Regions from separate parts of the Mus musculus genome. Here region 2 is linked to region 1. The links are chromatin contacts, called in public Hi-C maps. All regions are on one chromosome and are shown on one strand. The core of a region is the stretch at or near the end of the contact, and the rest is flanking DNA. Distances in the headings are between cores, read along the strand shown.

Evidence for each region. A called contact is a pair of places that touch in the nucleus more often than the background predicts.
Region 2: a contact with region 1 is called in a Hi-C map of adipose-derived mesenchymal stem cells, with 2.9 times the contacts expected there. The contact joins the enhancer-like site here to the promoter of Tgif1 in region 1. A contact is called at or near these places in 2 of 39 promoter capture datasets (the 3T3-L1 cell line and macrophages), 5 of 484 Hi-C or Micro-C datasets (adipose-derived mesenchymal stem cells, erythroblasts, muscle stem cells and 2 more), 1 of 115 datasets of contacts at active chromatin or transcription factors (bone marrow-derived macrophages) and 2 of 9 other capture datasets (adipose tissue and liver).

The regions. Positions count from the first base shown.
Region 1 is chr17:70,849,399-70,853,147 of GRCm38.p6, forward strand. Tgif1 (TGFB-induced factor homeobox 1) reads right to left here and starts at 1,812. Exons shown (of 3, transcript NM_009372.3): 1 at 1,474-1,812. The coding sequence starts at 1,489.
Region 2 is chr17:71,057,757-71,061,822 of GRCm38.p6, forward strand. It overlaps Myom1 (myomesin 1), which reads left to right. Exons shown (of 37, transcript NM_001083934.1): 11 at 3,369-3,510. Among named protein-coding and RNA genes, the nearest start is that of Myom1, 40 kb to the left of the region's middle. Within about 2 kb of position 1,700, at least 39 of the 459 cell types and tissues checked have an H3K27ac peak or open chromatin away from gene starts, as enhancers often do. A contact at or near this core is called in adipose-derived mesenchymal stem cells and muscle stem cells, where this site is marked.

The sequences.
Region 1 (3,749 bases), core at 562-3,061:
GAAACCCAGTTTTGCATTCCCGCACCCCGGAGCCACACAAAACCAAACTACCCTCATTGAGGTGCTATTGGAGCGGAATGCCTCCCACGGGGGTCTAGATCTGTCAGCCACGTCAAGGGGTGACAGAGGTCTTGAGAAGATCCCTAAGTTTTCCCCAGAGCTCAGTTAAACTGTCCCCCAACTCAGAGCGCCCACACTCTGACTGTCCCAGGGTGGAAAGGAGCAAGGAGGCCTACTTAACCAAGTACCCGGGGTCTTCATGAGTTCCGTATGTTTCGGGGTCTCTCACAGAATAACATCCACCCAACTCTCTAAGGTAGGAAGCGCGGAGAAACCCCGTGAGGAAGCGTGTTTGGCGGCAGCTGCTATAACCGTGTTCCGTTGGAACTGCAGTCGCGGTCTAGGTCTGAAAGAATGTGGAGTAACAAACTCGAGGAAGCTCCCGGGCATGCGCACCAGCGCCCCCTTCCCCCCGCCCGCTTCTCCAAGCGATTAACTTCTGTTTTGAACCACTCCACATAAATCACAACAAAAAAAGCCAACTCCAGTCCACGACTGGAACACTCGAGGGACCTCCCAGTCAGGGACTCCAAAGTTAGCTTCAAAAGGGACTTCACAGTCTTTGACCTTTTGGGTTTTTTTTTTCCCCCCTTCCTCCCCAGTGTGTTTTGTTTTTAAACCAGACTGACGGCAAGTTTTAGTTGTAAAGCTTTGGTGGAAACAATGACAGCCTCGCTTTTTGCACTTACAACCAAGCCTGCTTGTCACACTTGGACAGTTTTCGACTGCATGGTACTTGTGTTCTAACAGCACACGCGGTCCTAAATTCATCGTGGGAAAACTTTCAGAAACTAGTAAAAATTTTAAAGTCCATCTTTCCAAAGCTATGCTCGCCCTAGGGCGATATGTGTGGGGGTCCCGGATCACATTCCTTTGATAGTGAAAAACACATCTCTTTAAAAAAAAAAAAAAAAAAAACATTGCCAGGATCCGGCGAGGAGTGAGAGAACACCCGGAACTACAAACTTTTAGACAAAAGGTAAGGCGACTGGAATTCGCCAAGGACCCCCCACAGGGAAAAGCGAGGTGCCAGGGTCTCCTAGAACATCAACCGCAAAGCCCTGCCCCAGAAACGGCACTAGAAACCACGCGGCGCCTGGGCCGAGCATGGGGTGTCAGGAAGACAATGAAACTTGGAGGCGTACAAACAAGGCGCTGAGCGTGGTTCTTGACAACGTGCCAACAGCGTGGCGCGGCTCAGCCTCCCCACAACAGCCCCTCGGGTTGTGTCTAGAAGGAAAAGAACACCAACTGCCATCAGAGACACAGCCTCAACAAAGAGAACAGCCACCAATCCAGCCGGGGAGCCACTGGTCCGAAAAGTCCCATCAAGTCAGTGTTCTCCCGATCCGGCGCGGCCCGCACATGTCCCGCACTGGTGCCCCGGGCGCTCACAGCCCGCCGCCACCTTACCCTTCTTGCTTTTCATTCTGGAACTCGAGTCCCAGTGAGAGGTGAAGCTGGGGTTTCTAGGAGCCAGCAGCCGTGGAGTGGCGGGAGGGTAGTCGATGATCCTCCTCCTATACTAGTGCTCCGGTAACTTACAAGAGAGTGTTCCAACCACTATTGCTAAACAAGGTGCTCCGGTCTCAGGCGCTGGCTTCTGGGTTGGAATTCAAGTGACACTTGGGCTTCCTCCAGTCGGGATCTTCTGGCAGCCAGCCGGGGGTTCTCCCTGGCCCAATTCCCTCCCTCCCTACTCAGCTCCTTTGTTTCCCGCTCCACTCGGCGCACCTCGGCGCTGTCAGAGTGAGAGAGCAGAGGGAAGGTACAGGAGGTCCTGCCTCCGCCCCCAACCGCCCGCCCCGTCCCCCGCCCGCCCCGCCGCGCTCCTCTGCCCCTCCCCCGCACCTTCCAGCTCCACAACCCTGGGCCTGGGGGCCGAGATCACCCGTCCCTCTACGCGCTGGCGGAACCCAGAAGCAGGGTCATGCCTGCCTGCCCGTGGCGAGAGCACCATCTCCATCCCTCAGCTCTCAGCGGCCACACTGGTTTCTCTTTTGGGGCCTTTCCTCCCCGGGCTAGCGAAGAGTGCATTTAGTTTGTAAAGGATGGAGAGAGGTTTAAGGACATCTCCTCTGTCCACCCCAGAGAAGAAAAGACACCCCCATCCTTGTTTTTGACAGCTGCCCCAAACTTCACTGTCTCTGCTCCAGCCGCCGGAGGCAGCAGCTTCTGATTCAAGGGGTGGGGCACCGAAGGAAAAGTATTCCAGACAAGAATCAACTTCTTCCAGAAGGCGCAGCTGCCATTGACACGCGGGCGCGGCACAGCGCACCCTCCTCCTCGTGGACTCTTCTGCCAACAGCGACAGTGGGGGTGGGGGGAGGCAGACATAGTCACCGTGGGCAAATGTCTATTCCCCCGGGCTAAAGCTCTGAGTTCCGGATTGGATTGCAAGGCAGTTTCGAAATCTAACACGTTGCGAATAGACACTTGTCATGCTCACATGCTCTTTAAACGTCTGGGCTAGGGGGACGGCCAGAGCGCGCGTGTGCCCCACTGCGACTCCCCCACCCCCACGCGCCTTTTTAAAAAGATGGGGGACTACGCCGGGACTGCTCATCTGTTTCAGTAAACAGTGTCTACTTTGTGTGCTAATATCCCACCAGAGGACACCCTTCAGTATTTCAAACAGAAACTAGCCATTAAATAAACACTCATTCCTATTGGTTTATTTTGCTTGAGAGGGGAGCTCCAAAGAGTTGAACGAAGAATCGAGAATCGTCCCCTCCCCAAATACAAGCCAGATGCTGTTATGGCTGACTTCGAGACGCGCACGCCCGCACTTCTGGGTCTAGTTTTCACCTATGCCCGGTTGTTTAAAAAAAAAAAAAAAAAAAAAAAAAAAAAAAGCAAAGAAAAGCAACTGTCACATGTCACAGAAGACTTTCCCCATAGAGGGGGGGAAAAACCCCAAACGTAAATAAGCTGAGCAGCGACGTCACCGCCGGTGTCTGTCTCCAGTTTCGGCTTTGTGGCTGTTCTGGTTTTGTGACCTCGGTGGAGATCCGGCAGGAGGAGACAGACCCGTAAAAACAAGGTTAAAGCCGAGCCACAGTAAGGCGGCCACAGGATGACCCGCTAGACTTTGGAACCTGTTTATGATTATGTTGGAAATTAAAGCAAGCCTCCGCCGCGCCCCCTCCGAGGAGCGCGTTAAAACCCCGAGTCAAAAAAGAAGCTTGGGTGGTTTTTCCAAAATGAACCAACTGGAGGAAGAGTCACAGTAAGCAGGCAGGAACCTTAAAATGACCCTCCCCCTTCCCTAAATCCTGTGGTTTGCAGAGTGCTCCCTAAGTGAGCACACGCGGGCATCAGCGCAGGAGGCGGTTGCACGACAGTGTCCAGGGAGAACCCAACGGCTGGCAAGCCCCCTCTGCAAACCGCCCTGGCGCAGCGCTTTCCGGGACCCGGCAGGGGATGACTCAGCTGCTGCGCCCCGGTGCGGGACTCATGTGGTGCGGGAGGGGGCCACGGAGGGCCCAGCCGCCGGTTGAGGGCCGCCTCGCTCTGGGTTTTTGGTGTTTGTGGCTGGGATTGGTGGCTCACATCCGCCGGGGACTCGGGAGAGGAGGGAGAACAGACTCGGGGAGGAGGAGCTGGACCGAGTGAGTGGCAGGAGCCGGGTCCGGACCCGGCGGTGACTGCCTTGTCATTTTGTTTGCTAACTTGGACAGCGGCTTCAG
Region 2 (4,066 bases), core at 450-2,949, 210 kb after region 1:
GCATTCAGTTTTTGCATAAATTGCAGACAAATGACCCTTTTTACCTGCCATACTGAAAAGATAATATGATTTACAACTCCCTTGTGGGGGCTGGAGAGAGCTCAGTGCCTGCCACACACACATTAAGCCCCCAGCCCCCGTGTAAAAGCCAGCTGCAATAGCACACTCTATAAACTCAGCACTGGAGGGTGTAGGGCTGGGCAGAGGCAGGGGGACCCCTGGAACTCTAGCTTCAGAGACAGGTGGACCCCAGCAGTTTAGCTGACTCTACAAACTCCTGGTTTAGTGAGAGACTGTCTCAAAGAGCAAGGCAACTGAGGAAGACATCACTCCTTGAACTCTGGTCGACATACATGCGTGCACATACACATGCCTATGCATATACACATGTACACACACACACATATAATACACATAATAAAAACAACTCTACCAGGGCAGGGGGACGCAGAAGCCGGTCCTCCTATACGAGGCTGTGATTATGAACTGGTTCAAAGTCTCTGAGGATGTTTTACAACTATGTATTTAAAGCACACAGTCCTACTTCTCCAGTTCCAGGACAAAATGGACAAAGATGAAGACAAATATGACATAAAACCAGAGTTGCTTACCAATGAGAGTACTAAATTAAAATGTCTTTATCTGTACATATATTTTAATAAAAAGGTATAAATATATATGAATAAATATAAGAAGTTCATGCTTCACATAAAGAACTACTATGCAGCAGTGAAAACGAATGATGTATATCTGTACTTCCTGAAATGTATCAAGAAAAAGAAGTTTGCATGAACACCATGACCCAAGTTATTTAAAAAATCATCATATTTAGGATTTATTTCTTATGTGGTTGCATATATCCATAACCCACATAAGAGTGGACACAAGAAAATGCAAGTAGATCAAATATGAGTTTGTGGCCAGCCTGGACTAGTAATAATCATTATCATTTTTGCTAGACGTGCTGGCACACAGCTACAATCCTAGCGCTCAGCAGGCCAAGGCAGGATGATCCCCAGTTCAAGGTCAGCCTGAGCCATAAATTCTAGCAAGACCCATCTCAAAATATTTTTTCATCTTTTAGTTTAGGCCAGTATGTCAGTAGCCATTATTTCTGAGTTACAGATTTAAAGGAGATTTTAACCTTCTTGATTATCATCTCTTTGATAATCATGAACTACCTCTATAATAAATATAAACAATAAGATAACATTTTGAAAAAAGTTATTATTATTATTATTAGCCTATGTCTGAGGCCATAATGAGTAACAGGCTAATCTTTGACCAGATTAATCAACCCATAGGAAGTTAGGCTATTTGGAAGTTGAGAGAGAGAGAGAGAAAGCTAGAAGCTTTGAAGAGGATAAATGCTGGCTAGTGGGCTCTGTGGCCCGGAGCTGGACAGGAGCTGCTGGAGCTGGACACTGAGAGCGCCCCTCAGAATACATTCCCACCATGCTAGACTCCCCACACTGTGTTGCCCATCTTGAGAACAGGAACAATACTTTTAACTATTGTTAAAAGTTTACCACTGCATTGCTACGATGAAGCACTGTGACCAAAAGCAACGCATAGTTTAGTTCGTCTTACAGCATACAAATCCATCCCTGAGGGAAGCTGAGTCAGAGCCCAAGGGAGTGGGGGGCTGATGCAGAGGCCACAGAGGAATGCTGGCTACTGGCCTGTTCCTTGTGGCTTGCTCAGCCTGCTTCCTTATAGAACCACCAGCCCAAGGATGACAGCACCCACATTGGCCTGGGCCCTCCCATCAATCCCCAAGGCTAAGAAAATGCACCACAGACTTGCCTATTGGCAAATCTTGCAGAGGCATTTTCTTAATTCAGAGTCCTTCTTCCCAAATGACTCCAGCTTGTATCAAGCAGACATAAAACTAGCCAGGACGGGCACCCAGAAGAGCGTTAAATGAACTTAGGAAAGCAACTCTGACAAACACCCATGCCCAAGGTTAGTAAAAGTGGAAGATAATACAGGAAACAGAAGACATGATTGTTTACGAAGTAATATCATCACCAGACAGTGGGGCCGCCATTCCCCAGACACAGCTAAACTGTGATTATTCTTGTGGTATTGTGAATTAAAAGCCACAAAAATGAAACCTTTGCTTTCCTGGAACAATGAGCGCTTGTCAGTTGGAGTTGAAGCATCAGCTGATGAAGAAGAGGCTAGTATCCTTGAGGCAGGCTTTTCTGGGACATGTTTCCTCAGGGTCAGCACATGGAAGGTGTGGTCCAGAGGTGGCCATATGCGGATGAATGCCTAAGTAACTTAATAGATCTTCAAGCTCACCCCCTGAATGGCATCTTGCACCCTTTGTTATAGAAATGCTGGTCTGTGGCTCTCTGGACACCTCCTGTCCCCTGCTTTCTATTACAACCCAGAATCGCCGGCTGCTCAGCTAACTAGACTCTGCTCTGTTAACACGGGAATTACTCCATCAGTATGTGGAGTCATAGGCCTTTAAGACAAGGACGTTTCTGTGTTGTTGCTAGCTGTTCCCCTAGAGAGAGACCTCCTCTGAGTGCCTCTTCTGGTACTTGGGCTTTATCAGCATCAGCATCAGCATCAGCATCAGCATCAGCATCAGCATCAGCATCAGCATCACCACTGCATTCTTGCTCTGCTCTTCCTTCTGTCTCTGCCCTGCTTGCAAAGCCTGGGAAGAGACGGGAGTGCCCAGGAAAGCACTCGTTTCCTGTTGCTTGGCATGCAGGAAACGTTCTACGTTCAGCCCTGGCCATGGTTTGTTGGTGTCCTTCTCATTTAGTGTGTCTGCAGGAGACATTTTCCCAGAGAACACGCCCTGATGGTTTATAGGTCATGAAACAGAATGTCCAAAACCCAGGTAACCTGAGCTCTTCACAAGTAACGCCAACCTATTAACATTAAACCCAGAGGTCTGCAAAGGTTTCTGCCATCATATCAAACACCTTTGTAACTCACAAGCGTTGCAGAGGTGTAGCTCGTAGGGAAAGATTGTTCAGTTGGGAGGAGTGTTTTCTCCTGGGTGAGTACCATTGCCAAACAATGTCTTAAGAATGGACTCTCTGGCATGAATCACCTAGCTGACATCTCCCTATTAATTTTGGGGGGTAAATTTTGAGAACCAAGAAGAAAAGGTTCATGGGTTCTTTTCAGAGCCCCCTTTATTCTCTCATCTAATGATCTTCCACCAGAAGTGGAAAGCATACCTTGTTATATTGCTGAACAAATGATAAGACTTGGAGCTTGCTCTGTGAAGCCGACTACGTAGCTACTGTGACGTGTGGGAAATGTGTGCGCCGTGACCACAGTCTGCCGAGCTGGCAGAGCCTGGCTGAGCAGCTTACGGGATCCCTCTGTCTCTACAGATGCTGATGCAGAGATCGAAGGAGCCCCAGCTGCACCCTTGGATGTGGTGTCTTTGGATGCTAACAAGGATTACATCATCATCTCTTGGAAGCAGCCAGCTGTGGATGGAGGGAGCCCTATCCTGGGATACTTTATCGATAAGTTAGTGCTTGGCCTAACCTCAGTCATAGTTCTGTAGGTGTCCAGATGTGCGCTTGATTTCCTCCTGTTATTTCTAAGTGAAATGCTGTCTCTGACTTTTTCCTCCTCTACCTCTCTTTCTCTCTGTGTGTGTATGTATGTATGTATGTGATGTGTGTATAATATATACAATGTATGCAATATATATGTATACTACACATAACTACATACGTATTAGTACCTACTTATTTACATTAATCCTTTTGATTTGACAATCAACTCAAGTCACTAACATGGCAAGAATATAGTTAAATTGTAAACCTATCAGCAGAGGCCACTGTAGAATTGAAGTAACTGATATTCAATATACTAAACAACTGCATTCCTGGTATGACAGTCATTTAAAAGTACTGACTTTAGGGGCACAAATTAATTCCTTATACTGTATGATGTGGTTTCAAGTTATCCATATAACATAAGAAATAGTAACAAAAATTCCCAGTGTTGGGCTACACTCTTACCCAAGAGTCTTTCTTGAGTATAGCCTTCAGAACTGATGGATCCCAAGAGTTGTCAT